Regions from separate parts of the Mus musculus genome. Here all the other regions are linked to region 2. Evidence: chromatin contacts called from public promoter capture Hi-C data. All regions are on one chromosome and are shown on one strand. Each heading gives the region's core, a stretch centred on a gene start, on an enhancer-like site or on the middle of the called end of the contact. The rest is flanking DNA. Distances are from core to core; before and after follow the strand shown.

Region 1 (4,651 bases), core at 1,766-4,265, 140 kb before region 2:
AGTTTCTAAAATTTATTTTTTCAATATCTATTAATGCAACAGAAGAGAAAATATGTTCCTTAAGTGTGATGGTTTGTATATTCTTGGACCAGGGAGTGGCACCATTTGGAGGTGTGGCCTTGTTGGAATAGGTATGACTTGGTTGGAGTAGGTGTGTCACTGTGGGTGTGGGCATAAGATCCTCACCCTAGTTGCCTGGAAGTCAGTCTTCCAGTAGCAGCCTTTGGTTGAAGACGTAGAACTCTCAGCTCTGCCTGTGCCATGCCTGCCTGGATGCTGCCATGCTCCCACCTTGATGATAAAGGACTGAACTTCTGAACCTGTAAGCCAGCCCCAAGTAAATGTTGTTTTTTATAAGACTTGCCTTGGTCATGGTGTCTGTTCACAGCAGTAAAACCCTAACTAAGACACTTAAGTAAGTGTTGTGCTTTCAGACACCATCTCTAAGAAGCAATCAAGAGTTGAGATGTAAAGATAGCTAAGTTTAATTTCTCTACCATAACTAGATATCCACAGAATCACAGAAATTGTATAGAGGAATAATGAAATGCCATATCAAGAGTGCTGTTAATCCCTGCTTCCAGAAAACAGAAACATAAGTCATTTTGTGTTTATGGATAGATTTATTCACATTTATAGCATACCAGTAGAAGCACCATATGGCAATTTGGTGAGTAAAATATTTAATGTTCCTGTAATCTCTATGAGGTCCACAGTAAACTCATCCAAATGAAGAACTCATAAAAATGCTAATCAGAAAAAGTATGTTTGCCTTTATATGCCTCAGTACAGGGGAACACCAGGGCCAAGAAGTGGGTGGGTGGGGAAGTGGGTGGGGGAGTGTGTGTGGGACTTTTGGGATAGCATTGGAAATGTAAATGAAATAAATACCTAATTTAAAAAAAGTATGTTTGCATTGCTTAATTGCTTAAGATGTTCAATTTAATTGCTGGAAGAAAAAAGTATACTAATGAAATAACTTGTCAGAATTCTCTTAAAAAACAACTATATTTGACTACTCTGCAATCCAATTAAAAATCCAAATTTTGTATAAATAAATAAATAAATATTATTTGTTTTTATTTTCTGGTGATTCCATTGTTAATCTAGAAGTAGGTGAAAGACAAGTCACCTAGTTGTTATACCTAGACCAACTGTCACATGCTAAAACTTGCACAGATATTCTGGAACACTCAGAGAGAGACCATGTCTATTATTTATCCTGAGCATCTTTAGCAGAGATAAAAATCCAACACTGTCTTCATATAAAGCTAAAGTGCTTAAGAAATGATTTTAAAAAGTAATTAATTTTTAATTTTAGGCAGTTTCATTTATATGTATAATGAATTTTAGTTCTTATCTTCCCCTGTTGTTCTTTTTTATCTGCCCACCTTCTTTTGCTAAAACCCCTTTTCTTCCCAACAGGTCCCTCCATTACTTTCCTGCCTGTTTTATGTGTCTGACCTACTGAGTTAAGTAGGGTTGCCCTCATGAACATGGGTGGGAGGTTTTATCCTGGATCCTGGGTTATACCACTGAAGAAAGTGACACCTCTCTCCTCAGCCACTATTAACTGTTAATAGTCCCTCAGGGTAGGGGTGAAGCCTCCAGAGCCCTTCCTCCCTCTAATGAAAAAGTTGATGACTCTAGTGTTGGGTAGGTGACCACATCTGTAGTGAGTTCATGAGTGCATCACCCATGTTACATTCAGAGGACAATGTTGCACAGCCCTTTCTACCACTTCTGACTTTAAATCTTCCTACCCTCTCTTCTATAACGTTCATGGAGCCTTGGTGTGTGTGTGTGTGTGTGTGTGTGTGTGTGTGTGTGTGCGCGCGTCCCAGAAAAATGATTTAAAACATCTAAAACGTTTTTACTTTAAAATAATTGTGTATCTGCATGTGTGTTTGGATGCCTATGAAAAAGGGTGTCAGGTCCCCTGAAGTTTAAGTTGGCACCGAGCTGCCTGATAAGAGTGTTAGCAATTAAACTCTGGTTCTCTGCAAAAACAGCAAGATTCATGACCACTGAACCAGCTCACCAACCTCAAAAAAGATTTTTTAAAATAAAATGAAGAGAATGACATCTTCAGAGGACACACCAATTTCTTCATGAACTGCTTCCTGCCCACCTTCCCCTCTCACTTGGTCACTCGGACTTCATAGCTTAACAACCCTGGTAGTAACCCTTTCCCCAAAGCCTGCTTGTGCTACAAGGTAGCTAGATACACAGATGTTTGTCTTAACATTTTGCCCGTAATTCCTGCCACATTGTGTTGCAAATTTTTTTCAAGACTAACTTCAAATCACTTTGTTGTCCCCAGAAATTATAAAGTTCATTTCCATGTGTTCGTGGTCATTCCTGCTTAATTCCCTGGCCATATGCATTCAGTTACTCCCCTCTTTCTTCCCCCTTTTCTGATAAATATTTTAAGTGAATACTTTACTTAAGGTGACTAGTGGCGAACCTTGATGTTACAGTCATGAGAAGTATTTTACTTTTCACCTCACATCATGATACACCCATATACCGGCAGTCAGTACTAGATGAAATCTAGAAGGAGTGGGTGGGAATAAGTAGCTGCTGGCAGCTACTTGTGAGGTCAAGGCAGGACGATTGCTCAGCCCAGGAATTCTAGAGCAATCTTGTCAACACAGTGAGACCCCACATTTCAAAAAGTAAATAAAAGTATTTTTTAGAAGGTCAAACGAGAGGGTATAAAAGATGGAGAATGGAGATGTGCCCACCTCTCTTTCCTCAACCCCCTTTCTCCAGACCGTGTCCATTTTGATGCTTAGCAAAAGTAAAGAGGCACACTGTTACCTCACATTTCAGTTGTCCCAAGACCCAAGGATCCAGTTTCACCCTATCAGGCCTAGGCACAGGCTGAAGAGAAGGATCACCGTGGATGGTGCTCTCAGCGCTAGATCTGGCTGCATAGCCATCAGAGGCAGCAGCGCGCAGTCTAGCTCCCAGGTGGTTGTCAAGCTCCTCAAGCCGCCGGGTTGTCAAGGGCAACAGCCCTCTCTTAGGGCAGAGGGATGAGAACCAGTGCGCAGACTCACTGGGGCCTGCGGGCCACGCCCTGGTCCCTCACTTCGATCCTCTTCTGGAGTTTCTAGTAATGGCTTCCCTGGACATGGCTGGAACACTGCCTCTTCAGGGATGCTTCTCCTAAGATAGAATGGCCGCAGAGACCTGATCGTTTACCACACATTTCAGAAGGTTTCAAGTTGTAAAAAGGCAAGTAAATGAGTTAATAGTTTACTCTTCTTCCACCCTCCTCCAAATATAAATGGCTAAAGAAATTAATGAAGAGACTCTTTAGGAAATGATTAAAATGACTGCTTTGACCCACCCGCTGGGGACATTTTACTATGCAGGCTCTCTGCACCGTATTGGTTTTGGATTTGATATGAGGCAGTAGTTCAACGTTTGTGAAGAGAAACATAAAGATGCATAGATAGCTATGAAAAGATAAAGAATACTCTACTACTGGAGAGCAAATGGGGAGACAGAAAGGAAAACCTGTTTTCTCTAGGGAGCACAGGCCACCTGCCGAGCACCGAAGACTTCCTGAGGGCTTAAAGACCCTTGGACAGTAGATGCTCCTTTAACCAGAGCATGCTGTGAGCTTTCATTTATTCCTGGAAGACTTAAAATTCTGGCTTACATTGCAAATATTTCGTGGATGATAATCCTTTTATGAAGGATAATCTTTTTATAATATATATTCATATAGTATTATATTATTTATATTTCATTATATGTTACATAGTATACATAAAATAGATATGTATACATAAATATATTTAAATATATTTATATGTAGCCGGGCAGTGGTGGCTCACAGCTTTAATCCCAGCACTTGGGAGGCAGAGGCAGACAGATTTCTGAGCTCGAGGCAAGCCTGGTCTACAAAGTGAGTTCCAGGACAGCCAGGACTACACAGAGAAACCCTGTCTCAAAAACAAACAAACAAACAAACAAAGAAACAAACAAAATATTATCCTTTGTCGGGCGTGGTGGCTCACGCCTTTAATCCCAGCATTCGGGAGGCAGAGGCAGGCGAATTTCTGAGCTCGAGGCCATCCTGGTCTACAAAGTGAGTTCCAGGATAGCCAGGGCTACACAGAGAAACCCTGTCTCACCCCCCCAAATATATATATATATAAATTATAAAAATTATATGAATCATATAAAATATAAATATATATTTAATTATAATGTATGTTGATAATAGTATTATGATATATTCTATATTATTTATAATATATAAATATATAAGTATATAATATTTATATAGCACTTTTAAAATTAATACACTATATGGTTCCGTATAATATAATAACATATAATGTATTATATATAAAAATAGAAAAGAGGCCCTTGGTCCTGTGAAGGCTCTATGCCCCAGTATAGGGAAATGCTGGGGCCAGGAAGTGAGAGTGGGGTGGGTTGGTGAGCAGGGGGAAGGGGGAGGGGGAAGGAGGGAGGGGGATAGGGGATTTTTTTCAGAGAGAAAACCAGGAAAGAGGATGACATTTGAAATGTAAATAAAGAAAATACCTAATAAAAATAGAAAAGGATAATCCTTTTATAAAGATTTTATAAAGATTTTACTTTTATAAAGTATGGCTAGCACTCCTAA
Region 2 (5,036 bases), core at 259-2,758:
GAGCTGGATGCCAATTTGATGCTCTCTAGCCTGTTAACATCATGTGCATTTATTTCCTGTTATTTTAAAATTGACCATTTGTTAAAAAGAACATATAACAACAATGTCAGCTAAAAAGAAATATAGTTTGCATGAATCAAAATGTTCCTGACTCCCCAACAAATAATACGAAGTCACCAGTTTCATTCTTCTTTGTGTTCCTTTTCTCCTCTCTTCAGTTCTCTCTCCTCTTTATGTAAGATTTTACACAAATTATAACACTGTACAAATGGTCATTCCAACCATTTAGAATTCTTATCAATCTTTGACTAATTACAATAGCCTTAAGTATAAAAGGCAAACGTTATATTCTGACATGCTGCAAACATTGTTAAACCTCAAAAACAAAATCTTAAATGAAGTCAAGGAAGTCAGATGCTGCGTGGTTCTACTTATGAGGTACCCCTACTACTCAGTTTTGTAGAAAAGTAAAATGGTGGGGGAGGGGTGGGTGAAGAGCAGTTGTTTAGTGGATTGTCATGGGGGTGCCAAGCATGAATGAATCGAATGCCACTGAATCACACACTTCCAGTAGTTAGAACGCTACAGTTATGTAATTGGATTTTAAACTAGAATTAAAAATCCAAATGATAAATTCAAATGAATGCATTTCATTAGACTGAATGTATAATCATGGTCATTTTGGTTCCTTCTATTTTTGTTATCACTATGAACAATGCTGTAAGAAACACCTGTGCATTTTAAAACACATAGAACTTATGCTTATTTTATATGTTCAATTATCTATTTATGATAGCATATAGAGATGTATTTCCTGAATTTAAGCTATTCTTAAAATATGGCTATTTTGGAAGGAACTCTACATAATGATGTTTCTTACATTTTATAGTATGTCTGGCAACTGACACCATCACCTCCCAATCCAACTATGCTTTGTTCTTCACCATTCATTATGTTCACATGAAGTGGGAATGGCCCTTAGCTTTCGAAAAGAGTTCCAAAATCTCTTCTATTCAGGCAAACACCTCTGCACACAGTGCTTTTCTGTGTTGCAATGTTAGATTAGAACCATAGTTTCCAAGTTAAACATTTTCTCAAATGTCAGTCTTCTTTGAGAACATGTTTTATAAGACTAAGTGGCAAGAGTAGGGAAATTAAGGGAACTAACTATATAAGGTCATCACTTCAAATCTCAACTGATCTCAAAGGTGCTTTCCTTTTTGACAAGTAAGTAAACTGAGGCTTCAAATGGGCCTCACCAACTATTGCAAGTGGTCAACAGAAAAAACAGGATGAAAATCCATTTCCCAGACTGTCTATTTAGAGCACAACATCTCCCAGTGGTACGATTCCAACCCAAAGTTCCTACCTGTCCTCACAGCCCTGTCCTGTGTGCTGCAGCTCCTGGGCCTGCTCACTCTGCTCCTGGGAGAACTCAGACTCAACCTCTTACCAGCTGTTTCCTCCAGAAGTTGCACTGTCTGCCTTTGACACTCAGTCATTTTGTGTGCTTTCCCCGGAAGTACTCGTGATTACACAGGGTGTGAGTTTGCAGTAATTACAAGTAGTAGGAAAACGAAGAGCTGCTCTGCTTCCCCTTTCTGAAGTTTGAGGTTTGGAAAAATAACACAAAATAAAATCATCTCACGAAACAAATTTGGTCAAGTAGGGAACGATTCCTTGCATTTCTATATTGCATTAAGTCTGTCCCCTTCTGAATGAGAGATATTAGAATTCACCGTCTGACTTACAGAATTAATGAGGAAGGGAGTAAGGAGTTCATGAAAATCAGAGTTATTGGATTTGAGAACATTTGGACTTGAGAGAGCTTATTGATATGGAGATAATTTCCAGCTGGTTGGAAACCACTTTTAAAAGCGTAAACCTCAGTAGCAGCTCCCAAGGTTAATACTTGTTTCTTCCAATGGAGTATCACTGAATATACAAACCACACTCAAGGGAGTAGACGGCCATCACAAAACGAACTCCATGGTATTTTTGGAGATGTTTATCTCATAATGTTTTGCTTGGCCACTGTTTTTTTTTTAAACCTTAACTTGTATTTTGATTATCCTTATGGCATCTGATTTTTTTGTTTTCTGGCTTTGTTTGTGTGTCTCTCTGCATGTGTATGTGTTTCTTGTGATTTTTCTCTTTTATTTACTCTATTTCTCTGTTTGCTTTGTTCTATTCTGGTTTGTTTATTTACTGGCCTGTTTGGTTTCTAAAGAGAGAAAGACATGGAGTTGGAAGGGTGGGGAGGTGAAGATCTGGGAGGAGGAGAAGAAACAGTGGTCAGAATATACTGTAGAAAAGCAAATTTCTATTTTCAATAAAAATATTTTTAATTAAAATGAAGTATGTCTCAAAATAGCTCCAAAATAAGTTAAAAACAAGAACAAGCAGAAATCCAGTCCATACCTGTTGCATAAGTCTAAAAGAGGATGGCCTATAAGATGACAAAAGGAAGTAGAAGAGGAATACTATAGAGAGGAAGAGAAAGATGGAGATTCCAATGCCATGCTAGATGCTCATATACAACTAGTGTACTTGAAGCTAAAACTGTTATTGATATAAATCAGCATGGCTCCAAGAAGTTCTGAGCAGACAAACACGAATGGTCAGGCTTTATGTGTGCTGTAAGAATGACTTTGTTTCAAACCTGAGCATAAATTAATTACTTTGACTTGTTTGTTTTGTTTAGTTTTAATTCTACGCGATAGCACGAACCCTTTATTTGTAGTCTTGCTTTCTGTGGTTTCATTATCCACAGTTCACCACAGTATAAAATGTTCATAGATAGTTGTAAACACAAAGATTTGTTAGTTTTAAGTTTCCGTTCTGTGAAGTGTGGTGAAATTGTACCATAAGTGAGACAGACAGACAGAGAATTCAAGTTAACCACAGCATATTATAATTGTTCTCTGTATGTATAGGATATGTGGTACAGAGCCATGCAGTTTGAGACATCCACTGCTGATTTTGATATATATCTTCTGAGAATCGGGTTGGGGAGGAGTGAGCCCAATATACCTTAAGTATCTAACCAACTTACACTTAGAGAATAGGGACTTTCTAATAATACATAAGGCAACTGTATAAGTAGAACCAAGTGTTTCCTCTGCTTGACTTCACTGACTGTCTTGTGAAAGCCTAGCCAGCCCCTTGGTGCTCCTTCACTGTCACCTTTATCGTTTCTCATTTGGAACTTCTCAAGTCATGACTTCAATAAAATCCTTAAAATGTTATTGTACCTCAGTTTACTTTGAAAGTGTCCTTGACAAGTCACCCACACTCCAGTAGAAGGGCACACAGTAACGAATATTTGGGCAGCACAAATTGGATTTGTTGAGAAAAAAGGAATACAAGGATACAAAGGACACAAAGTTTTGGAGGAAGGGAGATGGGAGAGGTCTTGGAAGAGTGGGATGAAGGTGAGTACTATCAAAACACAGTGTCTTAAATTCTCAAAGAAAAATAAAATATAGGAAAAAATGTTTCAGACTTCATGCCAACTGCAGACTAAAAGCTAGTCCTCTGGAGAGCACAAACGAACTATTTGAAACAAGTGTATTGTCCAAAGTTTATTTCTTAGCTTCAGGAAGTTGAACAGGGTGTAGTGAGATTGAAGTATAAAATAAATGTTGCTGAGGTACATTTTGGATGGAGATCATTTTTTGGAAGGTAAATGTTGACCATATACATAAATAAAAATTAGAAATTTACATGCAACACCTATACTAGTAAATGCATGTACTTATTATTGGTTGAGTGAGATAGGGATTTTGCCTGAGCATCATTTAAACATGAAGATGACATTTCATATCAATAAAATGACCTTTTAGCTCTCTGTAATGGCTCACAGCTAAGTTCCCAGAACTTGGGAAGATTTTGAGTATGATGCCAGCTTGGGTTACATAGTGAACTCTGGAGCCCTATAGTTGGATAGAGAGGTCATAGGCCTTAGAGGAGAAGCTGCTATTAACATTTTGCTAAATTCATATTATGCCCAACTACCTTCTAAATACCTTTGTTCCCAGAGTTTGATGCAGTTCTCACACTTCACCAAAGACGCTTCTCTTTGCAGTGTCAAAGGCCTTTCATGAAAGCCTGGTCAAAGTGCACAAAGTGCAGGGAATATGTGACTGTGGAGTCCTTCATTTCTTCTTTTTTTAATTAATAATTTTATTTCAAATGATATCCCCTTCCTGGTTACCACTCCACAATCCCCCATCCCATCTGCCCTCTCCTCCTTCCTCTTTACCTCTATGAGGGTGCTCCTCTACCCACTCACAACTCTCACTCACCGCTCTAGCATCCCCCTACACTGGGGCATCACACCTAAACAGGACCAAGGGCCTCCCTGTGAGGACCGGGTATGGCAGCAGTCCCAAGAAGGCGCCCAGGACTGCAGCTAAATCTTATGACTTGTACCTGACTTCCTCATACACCTGAAAATATGCCACAACCATTGTGAGAGCTGCGCAGATGCACCAGGATACTGGCGAATCCATTTTGGTGGAGACATGCCCCTGCTGCCCTGATTAGCTGAAGCTGCATGCCTGGTGAGGTGATGTGGCCTGCTGTGAGTGGATGGGGGCTGAGAGTATATAAGAGTGAGAGGCCCGGGGTTCAAGAGAGAAAGATGAGAGATAAAGTTGAAGTGAGAGAGATGAAGACTGAAGTTTGCTGAATAAACTGCTGTTAGAAGGACTGGTGGTCGTGTCGTTCTTGCTGGTCAAGAGCGGACGCGACTACTCCCTTCCCATTGTTGTCAGATAAGGTCATCCTCTGCTACAACATATGTATCTGAAGCCATGGATCCTTCCATGTATACTCTTTGGTTGGTGGTTTAGTCCCTGGGAGGCCTGGGTAGTCTGGTTAGTTGATATTGTTCTTTCTATGGAGTTGCGATCCCCTTCAGCTCCTTCTGTCCTTACTCTAGCTCTTCCACTGGGGTCCCTAGGCTCAGTCCAATGTTGGCTGTGAATATCTGCACCTGTATTGGTCAAGTTCTGTATTGGTCATACCCGGCT
Region 3 (5,013 bases), core at 1,728-4,227, 170 kb before region 2:
AAAATCAACTAGTGTGCTTTGTCCTACCTTGATATAGCTGTTTTTGTTCCTTCTCCTTCCCACATAATCTTTGTTGATTTATAGCTATATACAAGATATTGCTAAGATTTTAATAGGAATTTTGTCAAACCCATATGCTAGTGTAGGGAGTGCTAACATCTTTACTATGTTGAGCTTTGCAATCTATAAACATGTCTTTTTATTGATGTAATCTAAGTTGAATTTTTCATTTGTATTTAGTCAGTTTCAAACCACAAGTTCTATATATGGTTTCTTTAATATATGTAATTTTTTTCCTTTAGGGATTGACATCTTCATGTTCATTATTATCTTATAAAAACACAATTTATCTTGAATCTTGTGACTTTGTTTAACTTACTTATTTTCTAAGCATCCTGTGCTTGTGTGTGTGTTGATTGTTAGGATTTTTCTCACTTAATTTTTTTTTTTGAGACAGGGTTTCTCTGTGTAGCCCTGGCTGTCCTGGAACTCACTCTGTAGATCAGGCTGGCCTCGAACTTAGAAATCTGCCTGCCTCTGCCTCCTGAGTGCTGGGATTAAAGGCGTGCGCCACCACTGCCCAGCTTCACTTAATTTTTAATCTCTTGTGTTTAACTCTTAATCTGGCTCTATCATTCAGCAGTGTGAGTAGATGATACAAAATCATACTCCCAAAGGGTGTGGTGGATGGGATTGCCAGGGCAAACAGCAGTGTGTCTGTGATAGAAGCCAACCATTGCTCATAGAGCTCTGGAGTCCGAAGATCCTTCTGGATGTACTGACAATTTGCTCACCTCTTTTAGGACATGTCATCATCTTAGGGTTAAAAACATTGATAGATGGTAAAAAAAAAAGACTATTTCTCCTCCATTTCTAGACTCTGTATATATTTTGATGCCATGTCGCCTTCGCAAGCCACTGTAATCGATTTACCTCCATTTGAGGAGTTGATAGTGGAAACAGAGGTGGTATATATCTTCTACCTCGTGTAATAAGGAGTGGGAACCCTCTCACTGAGGACTTACTTGAGCAGCATTTTGTTCTTACCCCCAAGACTCTCAGTTCCTTTTTTATCCACAAACGATTCTGTGGCATATTCATCAAGATATAATGGAGGGATGTGAGGATAAGTTCCTCTCCTGGGAAAAATGGGGAGAAAAACAACATAAATTAAATCAGTTAATAATTATTGTTATTCTCTTGGGTAAGATTCCTAAGCCTGAGGGGGACCCTACTCTACAGCTGTCATTCATTTTTTTTTTAAAGATACTTGGTTGCCCTCTGACAGGTTCTTTTGCACCAGAGACTAGTAGTATTCTGACAAAACTAATATTTACCTCTCAAAAAGTTTTGCTCACGGATCAGATTTAAGTTAGACTACGCTAAGTACTAAGTGATAACTGCTCCGATCACATCAATTCCTTGAGCACCTGCTCATATGCCCACATTGCTGCATCAGGAAATTTAGACCCTTGGTAGATTTGATCTACCCTGGTACCCACCCATCAGTGTTGTCTAAGTTTAAGTCTGTTTGGGGGTGGGGTGTGTGTGCCTGACTAGAAGGATCTGTGTCACATGCTTATGTTAGATGCAGAGGAGGCTGGAAAATAGAAATAGTATTCTAGAGTATAGGCAGGTTTCTTAAGTTAGTGAACAAGATAACCAGAGGGGATGTTCAGTAGGCAAGACAAGGATAACTCGTCATTTCTAGCATGGGCAGGGAGGGTGATGGTTCCTAGTTTGTATGAATCATAACTCCCCCCTCAGCCTCTATATTTAATGCTCATGAAAACTCTTCTTTATTCTAGCTGGTCTGAACAAAGGTGGATATCGAAACCATTTGGTGAGGCTGCAGAAGATGTAAAAGCAAGAAGCCAGGACATTATTAGATTCTATCTGTTCTAATGTACAGAACCGTAGAGCATGAAACTTTGCATGTGTGGGAAGAAGGGCACCCGGAGAAAATCAGAGACAGACGAAAAAACAGAACTTATCATCTTCTGACCACTTTCAACTTCTTAGTTCCATTTTCTTGGAAGCCTGGCTGCCTATACATCATGTAAACACTTATATATTATATTATATACATTAATTTTACTAAAACAAATAAGAGATAATTTATGTTTTTTCAGTCCAAGGTTAATACATTTGCTTTGAGTGGCTTTCTAGTTAGATTTGGCTTTGATAATCTCTACCTCCATTCCCAAGAAACAGCTCCCCAACCCCACCCAGCCTCTAAAGTCTCACTAATCTTTTCTGGTTCCCTTCAATCACTATATGTAGTTGTATGGGAATGTCAGGGCCAAGAAGCAGGAGTGGGTGGGTAGGGAAGCAGGGCGTGGGGGGAGGGTATAGGAAACTTTCGGGATAGCATTTGAAATGTATATAAAGAAAATATCTAATAAATAAAAAAAGAAAAAAATTCAAGGCATTGTCTTTAGATCTTTCAAAACAAACTTTTCCTTTTCCTCATATAAGTCACGGACTTTGAAGGTTTCAGTTGCCACGATAATGGCCCATTGATATTTGACAAGGAGAAAATACACTAAGGCACAGAGGAAAGCATTTTAGAAGATTCTTGAATTAAAAATTGCCCATTATGACAATTAAAAACTTACCCGTTATGCGATGACTTACAAAAAAATGTAATAAACTTCAAAGGCTCTTCTAAGTGACAAGAATCACCTGGAGGGTTGTACTGGGGAGAAAAAAGAAGCCAGGATACAATTGAAGCTCTCCAGGAAGCAGTGTCCAATGCCTGTCCTTAATGTGGTCTGTTCAAGGGTCATGGATCCATACTCTGTCACAACCCCAAGGTTAGAATAGGATAATCCTGAAAGGGTTGCTTTTAGGTCCAGATCTTTCTGCCCTGGCTTTCCTGCAGGCAGGCATCTGCCACCTTCATGTGCCCCTCATTACCTCTTGCGGATCCAGCGCAGCTGCGGTTGTGTCTCAGAGCAACCGTGGTGAAGGGTGCCACGTGAGGAGGGCCACGCAGAAGTTAGTTCCACTGGCCCTTGAAGGTTCCATCCAGCCTTCATGCCCGCGAGAGGTAGATGCGGTTAGGGTTTGGGGCCAGCAGGAGGAGCTCTAGTGCGGACATCCTTTACTGACCAGTGTTGGGCATACTCTAGCTATTAATCTGCAGTCCTTGAGCCCAGCTATGGCTGATTCCCTGCTCCATAGACTTCCCCACCAAGCAAATACTACCAACTGTTTTCCAGTAGAAGAAGCAAGTCTTTCTATTGTGAGTCTCCTCAAAAATCAAAGTTCTAAACTCTAGAAGGAAGGATGTTGTTGGAACCCTGGATCTGGTGGTGTTTGGGCAAGATGTATCTTCTGTTCCTCTCTCTGCAAAATCGAGGTCACACTTGCTCTGTGGACTTTCCATTTTCAGAAATTAGATTGCACAAGTCCGTCATCCACTCTGGGACAAGAAACTCTAAACATAGTGGGCAGTATGCCAAAAGAAGAGATGGAGGCTGGAGGTGGACTTGAGAAGGGACCCAGAGGAAGATGAGAGGAGTTGTGGGGGTGAAAGACAATTAAAATTCATTATATAAATGCATGGAACTGTCAAACAACCAATCAACAAATAAATTAACCCCGACAAAAGGCTACTGCTCTATGTAATCTAGTCCTAAATGGTAGGTATTAAAGAACCCAAATTTGACAGTCATGTCTATGAGGCTGAGAGTCATTTATGATATGACTAAACAGGTAAACACTAAACCCAGTAAAGTGTAAGGGTGCTATATCGGGCACCTGGAAGAAGTGAATAAATTAACAGAAGGTCATTTGGTCTAACTTACTCAGATTACATTGAGTCTCAAAAGCAATGGTGACTTGGTTAGCTGCTAACTAAAGGAGTGTTCCTCACAGGCAATTTGTTGAGGCTTCCAGTACCAGGTATTCCATGTATTATGTAATTTATTGAACATATAATTCTCTAGGAATTAGAATGCTCCAATATTTATATATCCTGTTGAGGATAAATATGAATGACATTGTTTATGTATTAGTAGTAAGGAATGGAAAAAATATAGAATATCCTTTACCTTAGAGTTTACCTTGTGGGAAAGGTGGGGTGAGAGATGATCCATTTTAGTATTAGGTGGTCAGACAATAAAAATCGAATGCAGCTTAGGTGGTAAGGAGCAGACAGAAAGGTAAGGATGCCCTTGCAGAGCCCTGAGCTCTAGGAAAAAATGGAAAACGATGCCTAAATCTCTCAAGGGTTATGCATTTGGTTGCTGGCTTTTTGCAATGTGAAGGTGAGTGCTATCACTGAAAAGAAGTGGCCTCAGAGGACAGATGGAAGTCAGACTCGACCTAGAGTAGAGTCAAAGGGAAAACACGAGGTAATTGTGTGGAGATAATATGTACTTACCTCTGGAGCTCTGGCTTTAAGAAAGGAAAGGTAGTTGTGTGCAGAGGGAGTCCTACGGGGGAGTTGTTTTAAGATGACACTTAACACTGTGAGCCAATGCTGGTGGCTGGCCGGGAAGGGATGAGAAGCCAAAGCCATCTAAGACATCAATGACACAGTGAGACGTGGACTGTGATCTCTAGAAGCAGCCTTCTGTCATGCACAGACCTGCAGGTAGCCTTAACTTTCTCACTGCACACTTGGCTTTCTTGGCCCGTCACCTGGCTTGCCTCTGGGGCCACTCTTTTGCTAACTTGCTCATTCTCTGCAAGCAGGAGCTCTTGGGTACAGGTTCTGTGAATTCTATGAAAGCTTCTAGTTTCACACAATGTAATGAGGAGCTAGACATAACTATAGCACTTTTGTCACATGGTTAGCTTAAGTTGACACGTGTTTTAGGTATAAAATACACAATTCTGAAGACTCCATATGATCTGTAGACCATATGACTCCATAGATTATAAAGTATATCATCAATAGTTTTTACCTGCATCATTTAGATGTTTTTGACATATTAACTGTGTTGTCAAAATTAAACACATATGTTCCTATTTACTCTCTTTGTGTGGCTGCTAGGACAATTT

The links. Promoter capture Hi-C pulls out the DNA fragments that hold promoters and counts their contacts.
Region 1: a promoter capture Hi-C map of macrophages shows a contact between it and region 2, with 5 read pairs. The contact joins the promoter of Ms4a13 here to the promoter of Ms4a7 in region 2. A contact is called at or near these places in 4 of 39 promoter capture datasets (cancer-associated fibroblasts, embryonic stem cells and macrophages), 55 of 484 Hi-C or Micro-C datasets (the AML12 cell line, B cells, the BV-2 cell line and 31 more), 7 of 115 datasets of contacts at active chromatin or transcription factors (bone marrow-derived dendritic cells, bone marrow-derived macrophages, embryonic stem cells and 1 more) and 4 of 9 other capture datasets (adipose tissue, embryonic stem cells, liver and 1 more).
Region 3: a promoter capture Hi-C map of macrophages shows a contact between it and region 2, with 9 read pairs. The contact joins the promoter of Ms4a19 here to the promoter of Ms4a7 in region 2. A contact is called at or near these places in 11 of 39 promoter capture datasets (Sertoli cells, embryonic stem cells, liver and 4 more), 17 of 484 Hi-C or Micro-C datasets (the AML12 cell line, B cells, CD8 T cells and 8 more) and 2 of 9 other capture datasets (adipose tissue and liver).

What each region holds. Positions count from the first base shown.
Region 1 is chr19:11,193,722-11,198,372 of GRCm38.p6, forward strand. It overlaps Ms4a13 (membrane-spanning 4-domains, subfamily A, member 13), which reads right to left and starts at 3,016. Exons shown (of 7, transcript NM_001347435.1): 1 at 2,824-3,016. 4930526L06Rik (RIKEN cDNA 4930526L06 gene) reads left to right here and starts at 3,096. Exons shown (of 3, transcript NR_045317.1): 1 at 3,096-3,243.
Region 2 is chr19:11,334,638-11,339,673 of GRCm38.p6, forward strand. It overlaps Ms4a7 (membrane-spanning 4-domains, subfamily A, member 7), which reads right to left and starts at 1,509. Exons shown (of 7, transcript NM_027836.6): 1 at 1,370-1,509.
Region 3 is chr19:11,162,353-11,167,365 of GRCm38.p6, forward strand. It overlaps Ms4a19 (membrane-spanning 4-domains, subfamily A, member 19), which reads right to left and starts at 2,978. Exons shown (of 8, transcript NM_001370777.1): 1 at 2,920-2,978; 2 at 2,638-2,698; 3 at 1,048-1,139. The coding sequence starts at 1,101.